Linked DNA regions of Nothobranchius furzeri: region 1 is linked to region 2. The links are chromatin contacts, called in public Micro-C maps. All regions are on one chromosome and are shown on one strand. Each heading gives the region's core, a stretch centred on a gene start, on an enhancer-like site or on the middle of the called end of the contact. The rest is flanking DNA. Distances are from core to core; before and after follow the strand shown.

The links. Hi-C and Micro-C count contacts between places; a contact is called where the count stands out from the background.
Region 1: a Micro-C map of tail fin shows a contact between it and region 2, with 7 times the contacts expected there. The contact joins the promoter of furina here to the enhancer-like site in region 2. A contact is called at or near these places in 2 of 2 Hi-C or Micro-C datasets (skeletal muscle and tail fin).

Annotation. Positions count from the first base shown.
Region 1 is chr9:57,916,838-57,924,175 of NfurGRZ-RIMD1, forward strand. furina (furin (paired basic amino acid cleaving enzyme) a) reads right to left here and starts at 3,211. Exons shown (of 16, transcript XM_015952937.3): 1 at 3,030-3,211. LOC107381332 (stereocilin) reads right to left here. Exons shown (of 31, transcript XM_070554972.1): 31 at 7,174-7,338. The coding sequence ends at 7,293.
Region 2 is chr9:57,847,687-57,855,177 of NfurGRZ-RIMD1, forward strand. furina (furin (paired basic amino acid cleaving enzyme) a) reads right to left here. Exons shown (of 16, transcript XM_015952937.3): 7 at 6,024-6,112; 8 at 4,025-4,197; 9 at 2,633-2,845; 10 at 801-901. Among protein-coding and RNA genes, the nearest start is that of fes, 17 kb to the left of the region's middle. Within about 2 kb of position 1,290, at least 1 of the 3 cell types and tissues checked has an H3K27ac peak or open chromatin away from gene starts, as enhancers often do. A contact at or near this core is called in tail fin, where this site is marked.

The DNA of each region.
Region 1 (7,338 bases), core at 1,961-4,460, 71 kb after region 2:
CATGAAACCAACATCGTGTTGGTGTTAATGAGGTTCAAAATGAGCCAAAATTAAGATCATAGACACATTTGGGGAAAAAAAGAAGTTAAAAAGAGAGGAACCCAGAGAGAAATGTGTGTGTTAAACTTACTCAACTTTGTCCTTAGACGCAACAAGCAAACAGAGTGTGAGTGTTCCAGAGGTTTGTTTGATTTTCAGATGCGCAGCGACTTTTAACGGCAGACGGCTGTGACCTCATCAGATCGCTCAGCCACTCAGTTTCTTTAACGGCAGCTCAAAGAACCCACAAGAGTCAATATTCAACTACTGCACGGCTCGCAGGAGGAGGAAGCTAATCAGTGAGATGGGCTTCGTTTTTAAGGTCACTAATGTAAACGTTCCCATGTGTCGGACCACAGCAATGAGGTTAAAAACTTTTATAATTAGCCAAGTATCATCAAACCCTGAAGGATAATAGTGTCCTCATTATGGGAGTCATCGGTACAACGTAGAAAACATCTGGTTAGTTTACGGTTTAGATTCTAATCATATAAGAAAATTAACTTTTAAGTGTTTAACCAGAATGACCTCGAGTTACATTTTTTGAGAGTGCAATTACAGCCGGGTCTCCTGTCGTGACACATGTGAACTCTTTTCTAGGTAGGCAAATACCCTTGAGAGGTCTTTAGAGATAATAAGCTGTGAGTGTATCAGGGGACAGAAGTGACAAGGCATTAATAATTTATGAATATATCAAGTATTTCACACAAATTGCATTTCCGCTCTTTGCTAGATGTGTCTAAATCAGTGCTTTGTTTACAGAAACAGTTTGGAGACTGGGGAAAAAAAGCCATATCTTAATTCTCTTATGGCAAGTCAGCATTACAAAAACACTGATAGAGGAAATTAAAGACACACTGGTGTCCTGTCTCCAACAGCGTGTGAGGCTACAGATCAGAATCTAAATTACAACCAGAAACGAGGCATCATTAATGACAGCAGCCCAAACCAGCAGGAAGTTTAAGCCGGCACCGACGGAAACCTACGGAGGGCACACACAGCTTTCACCACAACAGTCACAACACTTAGAAGAAGCCTCACAGTAGCTCTAATTTTTCCAGGGAAACATTTCTAAATAAAGACTTTGATAACGCCCGCCTTGGATTGAATTCCTTTTAAAGGGTGGCACTGTGGGAGTTAGGGGAACGCACCTGTTAGCACACATTAAAGAGAAAGGAAAAACTCGATAAAAACACAGTGAGCATCTTTAGAGGATGGATCTATCGATTTTAAAATCTAAAAATGTAAATATTAAAGCATCTATTCAACATGTAACAAATGAAATCCGTGATTTGTACTCCCAGTTGTTTGAATGCTTGAACAAGTCGATCATTGGTTCTCTCCGCTATGAAACGAAGATTTTTGTGACATTTGAGCCATCATTTGTCAGCAAAGTCATTTTCTGTAAATAATTAGCCCTAATGGCAGAAGCGTCAGCTCTCACACATCACGTCTGATCACATAATTTCCAGATACATTTGCTCTGCAGTTGTCATAAATACTTCCTCAAAATCCCGTCAGACGTTTCAACATTAAAGCATCGCAAGAACACTCCAGTAATACTTTCCACTGAATTTTGCACTTTTTCAAGAACCGTTTTAAATCCTGGGGCAACCAACAATAACTCAAAGACTACAAGTAGCCGTTTGTGGGAAAGGCCTCAGTTCTTCCATTTTTCTAATGGAATTTATTTGGGAATGCTGGGATACTGTCCACAGCCCTCGTTCCAGGAAACATTTATTGAAGCACAAACATGCCTTTACATGCCACTGGAGTTTCACTATGATAACCAGTTTTCACCAGATAACCCTGTTGCTGAACCAACGAGGTAAAAATCAAAAACAACAAATATGACATTAGTGCCTCTGTGGTCGGAGTGAATATTATGAATTAAATCTAAAAGATGGCTGCATTTGTGATCCAAAGGAAGACGGATGACCACAAGCCTTAAAACTAAGTCAGACGCATGAAAGTTGTTTTATTTGCATTGAATTTTTATTTTACTGGCATATTTTCTGTAAATAAATGCCCTAAATTGTGTGTGTGTGTGTGTGTGTGGGGGGGGGGGGGATAGTTTATGTGAGAAAATGTTTATTTTTACAAAAACGCAGGATCAGGGAAACCAATTGTGTAACGATATTTTTATGTTTTGTCTGTATATTTATATGATTTTGCTACATTTGCTGCAAGTATTCAGGTAACAGCTGTTCACCGTCAGACCAAAGGTCTGAAATGTTTTCATGTAGAATCACCGATGGGTTAATATTTAACATTCACGCTCAAAACAAACGTTTCCTACGATCCTCGCGAGGTTCGGAGCACTAAACGTCAGTCAGGAGCAGAAACAAGCACGAGAGGAAGAGCAGAACTTCTCTGTCAGGCCTCTGAACGCCAGATATATTTATGTTTATGAGCTGAAGTTGGAGGGTTGTGGGGGCTCCAGCTGATGATGATGATGGCCGGTTGACTCACCTCGTTCACTCGCAGAGTCCGTGGCAACAACACGAAGTCATAGTTTGGCTCGGAACTGCGGCTGGAGCTGATGCGATGACGACTCCTCCGCTTGAGTGATATGTCTGAAACTGTACCGCCGCGTACAGATTAACGCAAACTTGACGCCGACCTGCTTTGTTAGTCTCACAGGTGCCTCCCCTAGGTTCGTCCCCTCCTTTCATCCAACCTCTGACGGAGATTCCGAGCCAGAACCGATCGGATTCTGTTACACACAGCCCCGGTCGGGAGCTTTTTTCCCTTTCCTGTCTCCGCTCCGCAGGAACAACCACAGAAACCGAACGTTAGCTCGTGAGTGGTTTCCACTCCGGGAGAACACAGACTGACAAGACGTGGCTAAATAAGGCGACATAAGCCTCATGACTGTGTCGGGGTTTTCGGTGGTTCTAGAGCGGCGAGCTGGGTCAACTCGGAAGACCAGAACAAGTCAAAATACTAGCTAAAGCAGACGGTAAACTTATATCAGCGGCTGAACTTACCAGCTTCCCTTTACATCCTGCTCGGCCCTACTTGTTGTTGTCTCGTGTTACGGTGTTAAAACCGACAAGGACGACACGATGGAGCGACTGAAGAATGTCTTAAAGACAACTGCTGGTGATAAACACTCATGATACCCCTCCGGTGTACCGCTGAGTGGTCAGTACAAGCCCCAGGAAACACGTCACGGCCGTGGACAAAGTGGAGACAGGTATGGCAGGCCGTTCTAACATTTAATCGTTCTCACATCAAATACAGATTTTGGAAATAATTCGTTTGGACATTTTAAAACTTGTTTTCCAAGGGACTTTTTCTCTGTCCCTAATATGTTAACATTATTTTAACAAATACTGAAATTTCACAACGCCACTAGGGGGCGAGAATATTCCTTTTTACAACAAAAATGTAGGTAAGTAAGTACATTTAATTTATATTGCACTTATCACAGACATAGAATCATAATGTGCTCACAATGTGCTTCACATAAATAAAAACAAATTAAAACAAAGTCATAAAATCATAATGATATCTAAACAGAAATAGATTAACATCAGAAAAAATAAAGTCATCAAATTATAAAATTTCATAAACAGATGGAAAATTACAAATTTGAGTTGAAAATAACAAAATAAAGGTTTAGGTAAAGCAGTTTTTTAAAGGTGTCCAGACTACATAAGGATAAAGGAAGATCATTCCAAAGCTGAGGTGCAACAGTCTGGAAGGAGCATCCCCTCGACTTTTATTTCTGGTCTTTGGAACTTCTAGAAGGTTTTGGTGTGTGGTCATTTGGGCTCGGGTTGGAGCATAAGTCTTTAATAGTTCAGTAATATAGGGATGAGCTTGACCATGTTATAGTCAGGATTCTAAAATGAACTCTAAAGTTAACGGGTAACCAGTGCAGAGACATTAGAATAGGAGTGATGTGTGCTCTGCTGTTTGCTCCAGTTAGGAGCCTCGCTGCAGAGTTCTGGACCGACAGAAGGTGATCAAGGGCTTTTTTGTTAAAACATGTGAAGAGTGTGTTACAGTAATCTAGACGAGAGGAGATAAAAGCATGGATAACCATTTCAAGTTCATGTTTTGACCAACCTTTGCAGTTTGGGAAGATGTAAGATGTAATGAGATGTAGTGAGATGTACTGAGAAAGATGTCATTTTCGTCAGATTCAAATCAGGTGACGTTTTTTTCTCTGTTGCTATCCGTTTCAGGAAATGAACATTTAATTTTGACAGGATCAAGGTAGAGCAACACTGATGCAGAAAAAAAACTATAAATTTATTTATTTATTTATTTATTTATTTATTTTTAAGGCATTGAGTGGGGGTCTTCTAATGGGGGGCATGATGATTCTATGATCCATGACTGACAGTGGGCCCATTTTTTATTTTGAATAAATTCATTTAAAAAAAATCTTTACTTGTGATTTATTTTCTTGAAGCCCATCATCCCTGGCAGGATCCACTGATGTAGAGTAATAACGTGAAATAGCTGCTTTGTTTTAATTAGAAATTATTTCATACATAGTAAGGAAAATAAATTTGTTACTTTCATCTGCAAAGTGGTTCCAGGAAAAAGACCTAAAATTCTTGATTTTGGACAGCATTTTTTTTTACTCCTCAGTTTTTCTTTTACCCAAAATTCTACTTGTGTATCGCTGCAAACAAATGATAGAAAATCTTGTTTTTTGTATTTTTTATTTATTTATTTATTTTACTTTGCTCAGCATAGTGCAGATGTTGTGCAGGTCTTGGATACCCCATCTGCACACATACTCACTGAACATGCAAATTTGTAATCAGTCTGTCAGACCACTTTTTATATTTTTGCATGTCATTTGCATGTTGTTTGTGAAAGGCATGTTTGTTTTTGTGTGTTTGAATTACTCTGCACTAAGTCACTAAAGCAGTTTCTTAGATTAGACTTTGGCTGTTCTTATTTTGACTATAATTAAGATACCCAAAATGTTTAACAATAGATTGCATTTCTTGTTTCCATAAGTCTACCCACTCTAATCAGTTGAGGGTGTTGTTCGTGGCCCTATGGCTGTCAGCCGATGAGAGGCAAGTTGCCTGTTCTTCACTGATCAACAATTGTTAATTTACTATTTCCTAAATGTTGCAAAGATATCTCAATTTTATACACTTATTTAAAAACGTATCGTGTTTATTTTTTATTTATAACTGAAATGTGATTTCTCTCTTTATCATTGGTTCTTTTTGAGATAAACACCATGTCTAGACATAAACACAGTTCTCATAGGAATCCGGGGCTTAGCTGTATGATTTGTATTAAAATTAATGTTGATTGTGGACTGGGCGAATGCTGATCTTCAGGAAATAACGCAAGTGAAATTTCACAAACGACCGAACTGTTGTAGTCTTACATGTTATATGATAAACCCGCTTGCCATAACCTTTGAGCAACACCTACTCAGAGCGCTAGCGCTGCCACAGCCCCGCCTTCTGGTCACTGACGGTATTGCAGGAAACCACAGACAGCAAGACTCTGAAGCTGGCAGATGCCAACCACGAAGAGGGTAATTTATTGCAGGAAAAAACAGGAAGTAAATGCCCAGTAAGCTGATCGCATGCCAGTAAACGTCATCCTGATTGAGGACATTGTTGCCAATATGAGAGGATTATAAATAGGCTTACCGGGCACATGTCCAAGGCCAGAAAGCCCCCGTCTCTCTGAGTTTCCCCACATAGTGACTAATATTTCTATTTGAAAAGCCCATCAAAGTATTGCAATTGTGCACAACAGGTGATGAAAGAGAGAGAGTTTTATTCCAAATAGCCATAAATAAGCTCTAAGTACTCTGACAATAAATTTCCACAAAAGCCCAGAGAAAGATGGAAGATTGACAAAAGAAAAACAAAATTGCTGCAGTCAGTCAATAATCACACACAAAAAGAAGCAACAAATCCAAAAAAGAGGCATTTAAAATGTAATATGAATACAAAGATTTGCATAAATACACAAAACATGCATCAGAGGAAGACACAGCTGTTCCAAGAATGGAATTCTGACTAATAGACGTCATCTATTTAAAAGAAAAGGCAGTAGAATAGCTGCAAAATGCAACATTTTCTAATAAAAAAAACCAGAAAAATACAAATCCTTATTCAGCTGATCATTTCATAACTTGCAGACTCCAGCTTTATAAACCTGTCACCTCACCTGTACCAGCTCAGGAAAGTGCTGCTGTAGTTCTAGGTTTTGGAGCAAACAAGCCTGACTTTAATTAGAAACTTGCACCATCTGGACTCATTCTGCAGCCAACCCTAAACCACAGCATGGTTCAGGTGCATAAGGGGCACCTGGGTTGCATCTTTTTAATGCAGCTCCTCCTCATTTCCTGTCATCGCTCTGTCAGATCGATCAAATCCAGAGACACAGTGCCAAAAAATGAAAGAGGATGAATGGGCTGAGTGAAAAAATATATATAATTGATTTCCTTTTAAACTGTCTGAGCTGTTTTGGCACAAGATCTTCTTCACAAGGTTAGAAACTGGAGCCAACATAAGTCCAGCATTCATTTAGAATAAAAATCCAGATGAATTGTTGAAATCAGTTGGAATAAAAAAACATCTCAAGACAGATATTTGAATGTTTTGACCTATTTTAGCACATCTTCTCTAAGCATTTTAAAATTTCTTAGAGAACATGAGTTTGTGCTTCCTATAATAGACACTCCTGTATTGCTCTCAGTAAGTGGCTTGGAACACATCAAGAAGCCAGATTATTTAATTAGAGGTCAGATTTTGGATTTTGAAAGGATTTACACATGAAAAAGGAATCATTTTTACAGATTAATTGAAATAAACAGATCCTAGAAAGGGACGAGAATCCACATAAAGGTCACAGAGTGCTGCAGAAGATATCAAAAGGTCCATTAAAGGATTTTAATGTACCAGACAGTGAGTTAAGGCTGAAAAATCTCATCTCAAACTTGTTTGCTTGGTTTTCCTGTGAATGCAGGAAGGCCCACTCATTTTCCCTCATAAACATTCATGACCAAATTGCTGCTTGATGTTGTTCGGACAAAAAGTTCTCACACACAGAACAGCAACACACACCGATTTACACTCGGCTTCGCCGATAACTCTCATAAAAATGAATCACGTTGAGCAGAGAGCAATTAGATGAGATGTAAATTAGGAGGCCGACACGCAGAAGAGTGGGGAAGTTCAAAATATTTATTTGAAGTACAAATGTAATAGCAGGGGGAAGTGAGAGGGAAAATTAAATTTTGTTCCATTGTTTTAAATTAATTGTTGTAACAAAAGCCACAGAGCCAGCGGGCAGAGA
Region 2 (7,491 bases), core at 40-2,539:
AATGACGTTTTAGTCTAATCCTTCCCTGCGTTCATTAAACCTTTAGTCAGCACATGTTTCATGTTCATTTCTGCCCTTTGGTGAAACGTTTAGAGCAGAGAACTTCTAACCAGGAACTTCTATTGCAGCAATGAAGAATAAAAAACAGCCCATCAGTCACCAACTCCATACAAACTCTATTCATTATGACTTCCTTGAGAATTTATTAAAGAAAATATATTCTATGAAGCATCTTTACTTTAAACTTCCTACATCAAACTCAGTCCTAATTGCAAACGTTTTGTCTCTGCTGCAGAACTAATTACTCATTTTCAGGGCCATGTTACATCTCTTCTTTTTTTTGTCTCTCCATTAGTGCCGTGTGACCAGATAAGAATGATTAGTGCTCAGAGTTCTTTATAAAAGCACAATCTGAATATGAGGCGAAGAGGTTGAAGAACATTATGCTGAAAAAGTGGAATAATCGAGCTAAGTCACTGTGAAAACCAGCAATTTATGACCATTACAAGTGCAACAAAAATGTTTGAATATATTACAATCTAAAAACAAATACCGTTTTAAATCTATGTGCTGATAACAGGTACACATTAATTCAACCGGCTCTGAATTCTGAATATTTAATCTTTTATTTATTTATTTTTACAAAATATTAACTGCAAGGCCTAATGAGGTTTTTTTTACATGTTTTCCAGCAGTTATCTGGATTTACCGAATAACACTGATGTAAATAAGTAGACAAGAAAATGAGGCAGTGCAGCTGAAGAGCAATGCAAGGCCGAAAAACGGTGATAAGCTCTTACTTTGCTTCAAGGGCGAGAGCGATGATCCCAGCAGCCAGCGGGGCTGAGGCTGATGTGCCCGTGTGGGTGTCCGTGCATTTAGATTTGAGGTCTGTAGTCACCTAAGGAAGATCAGCACACAGAGCTTTAGTCCAACTTTATTCCTTTCTATATTCATCAAAAACTTACAGAAGGGTTCTATAAAAAATAGCACTGATGTCCCAAACCGGTCGTTTTACTAGCAAAACCCCTAATTGTCTTTCATTCTCTCATTTGTTAACTTGCAAAATGCAGAAATCACCCGCTGGGTTAAGAAAATCCAGTAAAAGAAATCACATCATCTTTTTGACAACAATATTTTTTAAAGACAGAATGGCTTCAGGAGGAAACTCCTAAATGATCCACAGCAGCAGGCTTTGGTTTCACAGGGCAGCTCACAGATGTGAATCTCTCCTGCTGCATGAATGAGAGGCAAGTTGGTGCAGAGCCAGAAGATTTGTGCAATGAAAACCAATTCCAAACTCTGCCTTGTGAAAAACATTACAGTCCAACTGAACCATCTAGAAGATCAGGTCGGCGTGCAACACTGCATTACGATGCAGCAAAAAAGTACTAAAGATCTGAAATGTTAACTAGTGCAGAACCTACGGTAGAGAAGGATCTTTTAAATGATTATTAGATTTAAGGACCATCAGGAGCATTTTTCTATGTTTAAACAATTCGACTGAACAAATTTTATGAGTAAAGACATTGAGATGTTCTTCTCTTACTTGTCGATCTCGGCTTCACGAGTGACATCCTAATTAAACGAGTACATCACAGAGGCAATTAAAGGTCCAGCCATACGTCACAGAGATGTCATAAACTGCCTGTTGTGCTGCTACGCTGTGTGTGTATGTGTGTGCACGTGCGTGCGTGCGTAAAGGAAAGATTTAGCGCTTGTGACGGGAATGTTAAGCAGCAACAGATTTGTTAGATGGAGCTCCAGCCGTTCCCTTTTCATAATCATTTTAATGACCCAAAACAGCTTAAATTGTAGAGACTGGAGAAAAGTCATGATGGGATTCAGTCAACATTTGTTTCAGTTTGTAAAACATTGAAAATAAATCTTTTTGGGTTCAAAAATAAAATGTAAGCACATCTTTTAACTGTTTAGATCATTTAACCTAAACTTGCTCATTCGTCCACTGATTCAGCCTGGCAGAGTCAACCTTCTCCAGCCGCCTCCTGCTTTTCTGTAGGGATCACTGAGGCATTACCAATCCAGTCAACAGATACAATCTGTCTGGTGTGCTTCCTGTCAGACAAATCAGACACTCCAAACTAGAGAGGCATCCAGGAGGCATTTTTAATGAACCTCCTTAAAAGTCTCCTTTAAATGTGGAGGAGCAACAAACTCTCCTTTGAACTTTTCCCTCTAAACGGTTTTGCTTCACAATCACCTCTTAGAGGATGTCTAAGGAGCCACTTTTCCTCACCCATGAACAGGATGCATGTATTCTTGACCTAATAACTCCATCAGATTCTTAACTTCAATTCATCTAATTTTTGTAGTTTTATTCTTGTGATTAAATTGTTTTAGAATAATAAGCTGCATCAAACTGGCTATAAAATGTACTAAAATCTTTTTGCTTCATTTACATATAAACTGAAATAAAACGTGTTCAACTTGCAGACTTGGATGGTTTTAAAGGCTGCAGCTCCACTAAACCATCCAGAAACATACTGAAGCCATCTCTGACTGAGCACAGACATGAAGGGTGAAACTCCCGGTGAAAGCCAGAGCTTTGTGTGAGTGAAACAAGAAAAGGCAGACAAAGACAGAGAGGACACGGCACACAGCCACAACTCACTATCTGTTTCTCATTAAGGCCCCCCGAGCTGTAGGTGGTGGCGAGGGTGGAGGAGCAAGCCTCGCTGTACCAAGGGACGTTGCCGTTTTGTGTGGTGCTGCTGATGGACAGGGTGTAAATGCTGTTGGTGTAGCCGTCGCAGTTACAGCTGTCTTTCTCTCTTCCTCCATTACCAGAAGCCCACACAAAGATGGAGCCCAAACCGCCACGACCCTGGAGAGAGAGAGAGAAGCACGTTGACACAAACGGGGGGGAGGCCAACACACTTCCTTTCATTTAATTATGGCACAGAGCAACAGGATACAGACAAGAACAAAATCTCATTCAATCTTTAATAGGAATCCCAATTATAAAGGGGCAAATTCATTCCAGGGTTCCTTTCAGAAAGGCCCCATTAAAACCCAGCATACATCACAGAGGCCTGGGTGGTCACTCAGTAAATTGCAAAGAGCTAAATATTACATGACAGCAGAGCAAAACGAAAAGGATCAAAATGACAACAGCTCGTTGTAATAAATCATCCAGCCCGTCAGCTTTTGAAGTGCAATAATTTCCATCTAAGAGCTGCTTTAGTGTATTGAGTGGCACCATCTCTCTCTGTGCACTGATCAATTCCAGCGACGCACCACCCAACCACTATCCGACAGCGCTGTCACCGTGCCAATTATCTTAGTAGTCAGCGTCAGCGGTTCCAATCAACTTTATGGCACAAGCCTCGAATCCTGCAGCTCTACAAGCGCCGGCGCTCTTCCGATCAAGTGCTTTTAAGGAGGAGCAGATGTGACAGTTAGGGGTGTAATCTGGATCTTTAATCTGTTGATTTGCACATTTCTCATGTGGTCCTGTTGTGCCAAATCAAAAATGCAGCCATCGACAGCAGAACTGTTGACGTGGCACTCTGCTTCCTTTCTTCTTTAATATTCAGACTGTCATGCTGTCAGAAGCCGACGACTATTTAAAAAATTCATCTATAAAATCTCTGACTGTACCTGCATATAGACAGGCCTTTGATTGGAAATGTTTATAATTAAAAGCTGCCATAAATGCTTAACTGGAATTTTTAGAAAGCACCTAGAATAAAATAAATATGGTGGATAAAATAACTTGAAAGAGTTGCCCTTCAGCTAAACAAAATGTTTTGTGAAAAAAAGAGAGAGAAATGAATAATTTTAACCAGAGTTGCTTCCATTCATTTTCCCACATTTTCATCCCTGGTGGCGTTTAGAGGACATTACTTCCCATTCATAATTGTCAGGGTCAAAAACTGCTTTGTTCTGCCCACTGGTGTTCTCTCACGCCTGAACAGTTCAATTACTTACTGCTGAAAGGAAGCAACACACGGGCAGTAAATAATTCTGTCCTGCACAGACCATCTCACAATCACACACCCACCTCGGTGACTCCGCGCAGAAAGGCTTCCTTGGCCAGTTTGGCGGGTCCATCCACTGTTTTACCATCGTCCTCCGGGCCCCAACTAGCGCTGTAGATGTCGATGTGTTGGGGGTTCAGACTGAGGGACTGGGCCTCCACCATGTCTGTCACTTCTCCATCCAGCATGCGCACACCTGCAGCCCAAACACACAAATCAGAACCAGTCTAGACTGGAAACCATCAGCTGTTGTGGGGGGGTGGGGGGCGAACTTCACAGGGGGGGAAGTGGGGTTTCATCCGTGTTTTTACATATTTGTTATGCGGGCTGTACTGGTGTGATTCTGATGTCTTCTCAGTGGCGCAGAGCCGCTGATCATCTTCTGTGCAACCTCTGTGATATTACTGTCGACCCAAGCATACAATTCAAACAGTATCTTTATTGATTTTCTTCTGTGGTTGAGTTGGTTGTTAAAAAAAAGAAGGAAGGAATGAGATGAGTGGAATTGTGGGTGAACCATCTCCTCAAGTAAAGCAGACCCTCTGAGACTAAAAATTCATCTAAGGGATGAAGGAAAATATTACTTTGATTCCTTTGGATAAAATTAGCACAGCTCTGAGCGTAATGAGGATCAGACACTCTTGATTTTTAGAGATCTGAATGATTCACCCAATGCTTCAACTGAAGCCCTTTTATAAGGAGAATAAAGGTGACAGCAGACACGGGCATTTTCTGAGAAAAACAAGAACAGGTTTTAAGTTTGTGTCTAAAATATTTCCTTCAGTAAACACTGACAAAATTTCAATCACTCACTTTAAGACATTTTTTTTTAGCATTTGCAAATCTGCTTAATTTCTTCCTGACACTTCCAACAAATAGCTGCCTAAAGATGCACACACGGAGCCATCAGCCTGTTTAATCTACACCGTTGCAGCTTTCAGTTTGACATTTTTCCTGCTCTGAACTCTAAAAGGCATCTTTGCACTTGCTTGCTTTCATTTTCTCATAAGAGGATTTTGCTACGTTTATCTGATGAGCAAATGTTTTGTGCTTAATTTTATGTCTGACTCATTTCAGCTCCACCTGCTACACAAAGTTGTCTGCTTAATAGAAAACACAGTAGGACATGTCGACTAAGAGTATACAAAAACAACTTAAATGTGTTCGTTTTTTTGTCACCTTAATAAAGCCAAAGGCATTTTCTGCTGCTGTCAGAGAAAATGAACGATGAAATTTCATTTGCTAAAGTGAAACCATTCACTATCCAGAATGTTTAATCTCAACAGGAGTTGAATCACTTCAAAACAACAGAATTATGCAGCGACTCCCCTCCAAAATGTGCATTACAACTATTTAACTTGAGCCCGTCTGAGCAGATAAAAAAAAAGATCTGGACAGTTGTTTTGCCTTCAACAAACCAGACAGACACGATTAAATTTGCAGAGTGGTTATTAAATTGCTGTCTCTACCTTGTGCTGCAAGACTAACAGCAGAGTGAAGAGACAAATATGTTTCTTAGGTGCATGTGAAATTTAATGTTCCCATCACAAGAATTTTTATACAAAGTCAGTCCTCTTGAAGCATTTTAACTGTGATTTTAGCTAAAATAAAGACAGAAAAGTGTAAGAGACTGATAATCTATGTGCATGTCTCTGGTGTTGGTTTGTTATTTTAAATGTTTGTCCTTTCAGCAGATAGACAGCAGAAGGTACAGAATGAGTTAGAAACTGGAAACACCACGTTTGACACTAAATTAAAGCAGACCCGAATCAAAGCTCTATGTCATTTCACCGATTGCATTTCAGAGCTGTTACTGAATGCAAAACCAATATATTTGCAGCAGACTGCCAATTCACACAACGGTAGTAATACTTAAAAAGATTTAGCGGCATGCTGCTCCCAAGAAATAGACTGAAAATAACGCAGGCACTGCAGGACCTGTATTTCATTAGACTATTTGACTCTTCTGTCAGTTAAAAAAGATTTCCCTCTGCAAGAACAAATCATTCATCCATGCCGCACCTCCAATCTTTGCATTGTAAGCCACGCCAACTCCGCAGATCCCATTGTTGGCCACTGCCGCCACTTCTCCTGCACATCGCGTTCCGTGCCTGGAAAAGAGAAGGAATATGAAAAAGTCAGAGGGAAACTCTTTTTCCTTGTACGCACCGTCCACCTATTGACACAGCCTTTCACTGTGCCCACAGGTGGGTAGATGTTTATTAAAAGTTGAAAGGATGATTATTGATTTCCCTGTGGCCAACATGTAGAGTGAGACAATGCAAATACACAGAGACAGGTTCTTGGCCCTGATGCCTTTGAACAAACAAATTTGTCAATGAACACAATCCATTGTGCATTATCATCAGCTATGCAGCATTAGAAAACCTGGAATGCCTGAAGTGTGTGTAAAAGCAAGAGAGAAGGGAAATGAGATGTTGTATTACTATAATAAATTAAACATGAGCCCCTGTGGTTAGGTTTAGCTCCAGGCACCACGGTGTGCAGATCCAAAAAGCTGCTTTAGAGGGGCAGATGATCACATTCCAGTCAGGTGTGCTACCTTTGCCTGCCAGACATGCACCCTCAATGCCCCCTCAAACCCTAGCAGTCCCTCTGGATGGCAGCCATTCCTAGACTGGAACAACTCATTACAACAGAAGGAACCATCTGAGCCTGCAGGCCTCTACTGAGGCAGAGAGACTATCCAAGACAAAAAATTAAACACTATAACAGCAGCCAACATCCTTTGCTGATAAATAATGTTAAGTTGTGGACATTTAGCACAGCCTGCCAACAGTTCTACTACTGGTTATTACTCAGCAGTAAATGGTGTTGCCAAAGGACTGTCGAAATGAAAAAATGACAGAAGGGGCACAGGTCTTGGGAGGTATAACCCATCTGATGCTTCTAATTAAAAATCAAGACCTGCTTTTATTGAAGCCTCCACCCATGGACAGAAGGTCACAGAACAGTTACTTATTTGCCATTCTCTGGGGATCTCCAAAAGGGCAAAGGTTAATGCCAATGCCACAATCAATGAGCGGTGCCACGTCTCCTGTACGTCACAGGGTGGTGTTGGGATGGAGTAGTGGACATGTTGGAGCATGTCTCTTTAGAAAACAAACAAAACAACACTCACATACAGATGTCACCGAGTCATTTTTCCACTGAAGCCTGTCACAACATTCCTGGAAGCACTAGTCCGCTGACTTTGGGAGTATTACGTTATGCATCCGTGTTTGTGATGCAAACGATAAGCAGAAGCCGAGGTGTCTGCAATGAGATGCCAGGCATGCATAGACTGATCCTTCCTTCTGTGGTCAGCTAAATCTTTTTCAAATATGTCTCCTGATTTATTCACTACATTAATTTACACGGTAATACACGATTGGGGAAACTGAGGTAAAGCTCTTGGCTCTGATTTTGCTACTGCTTATTATGTCAACTTTTGGAGCAATTTTCACAGAATTGGTAAAATGTATGAAAA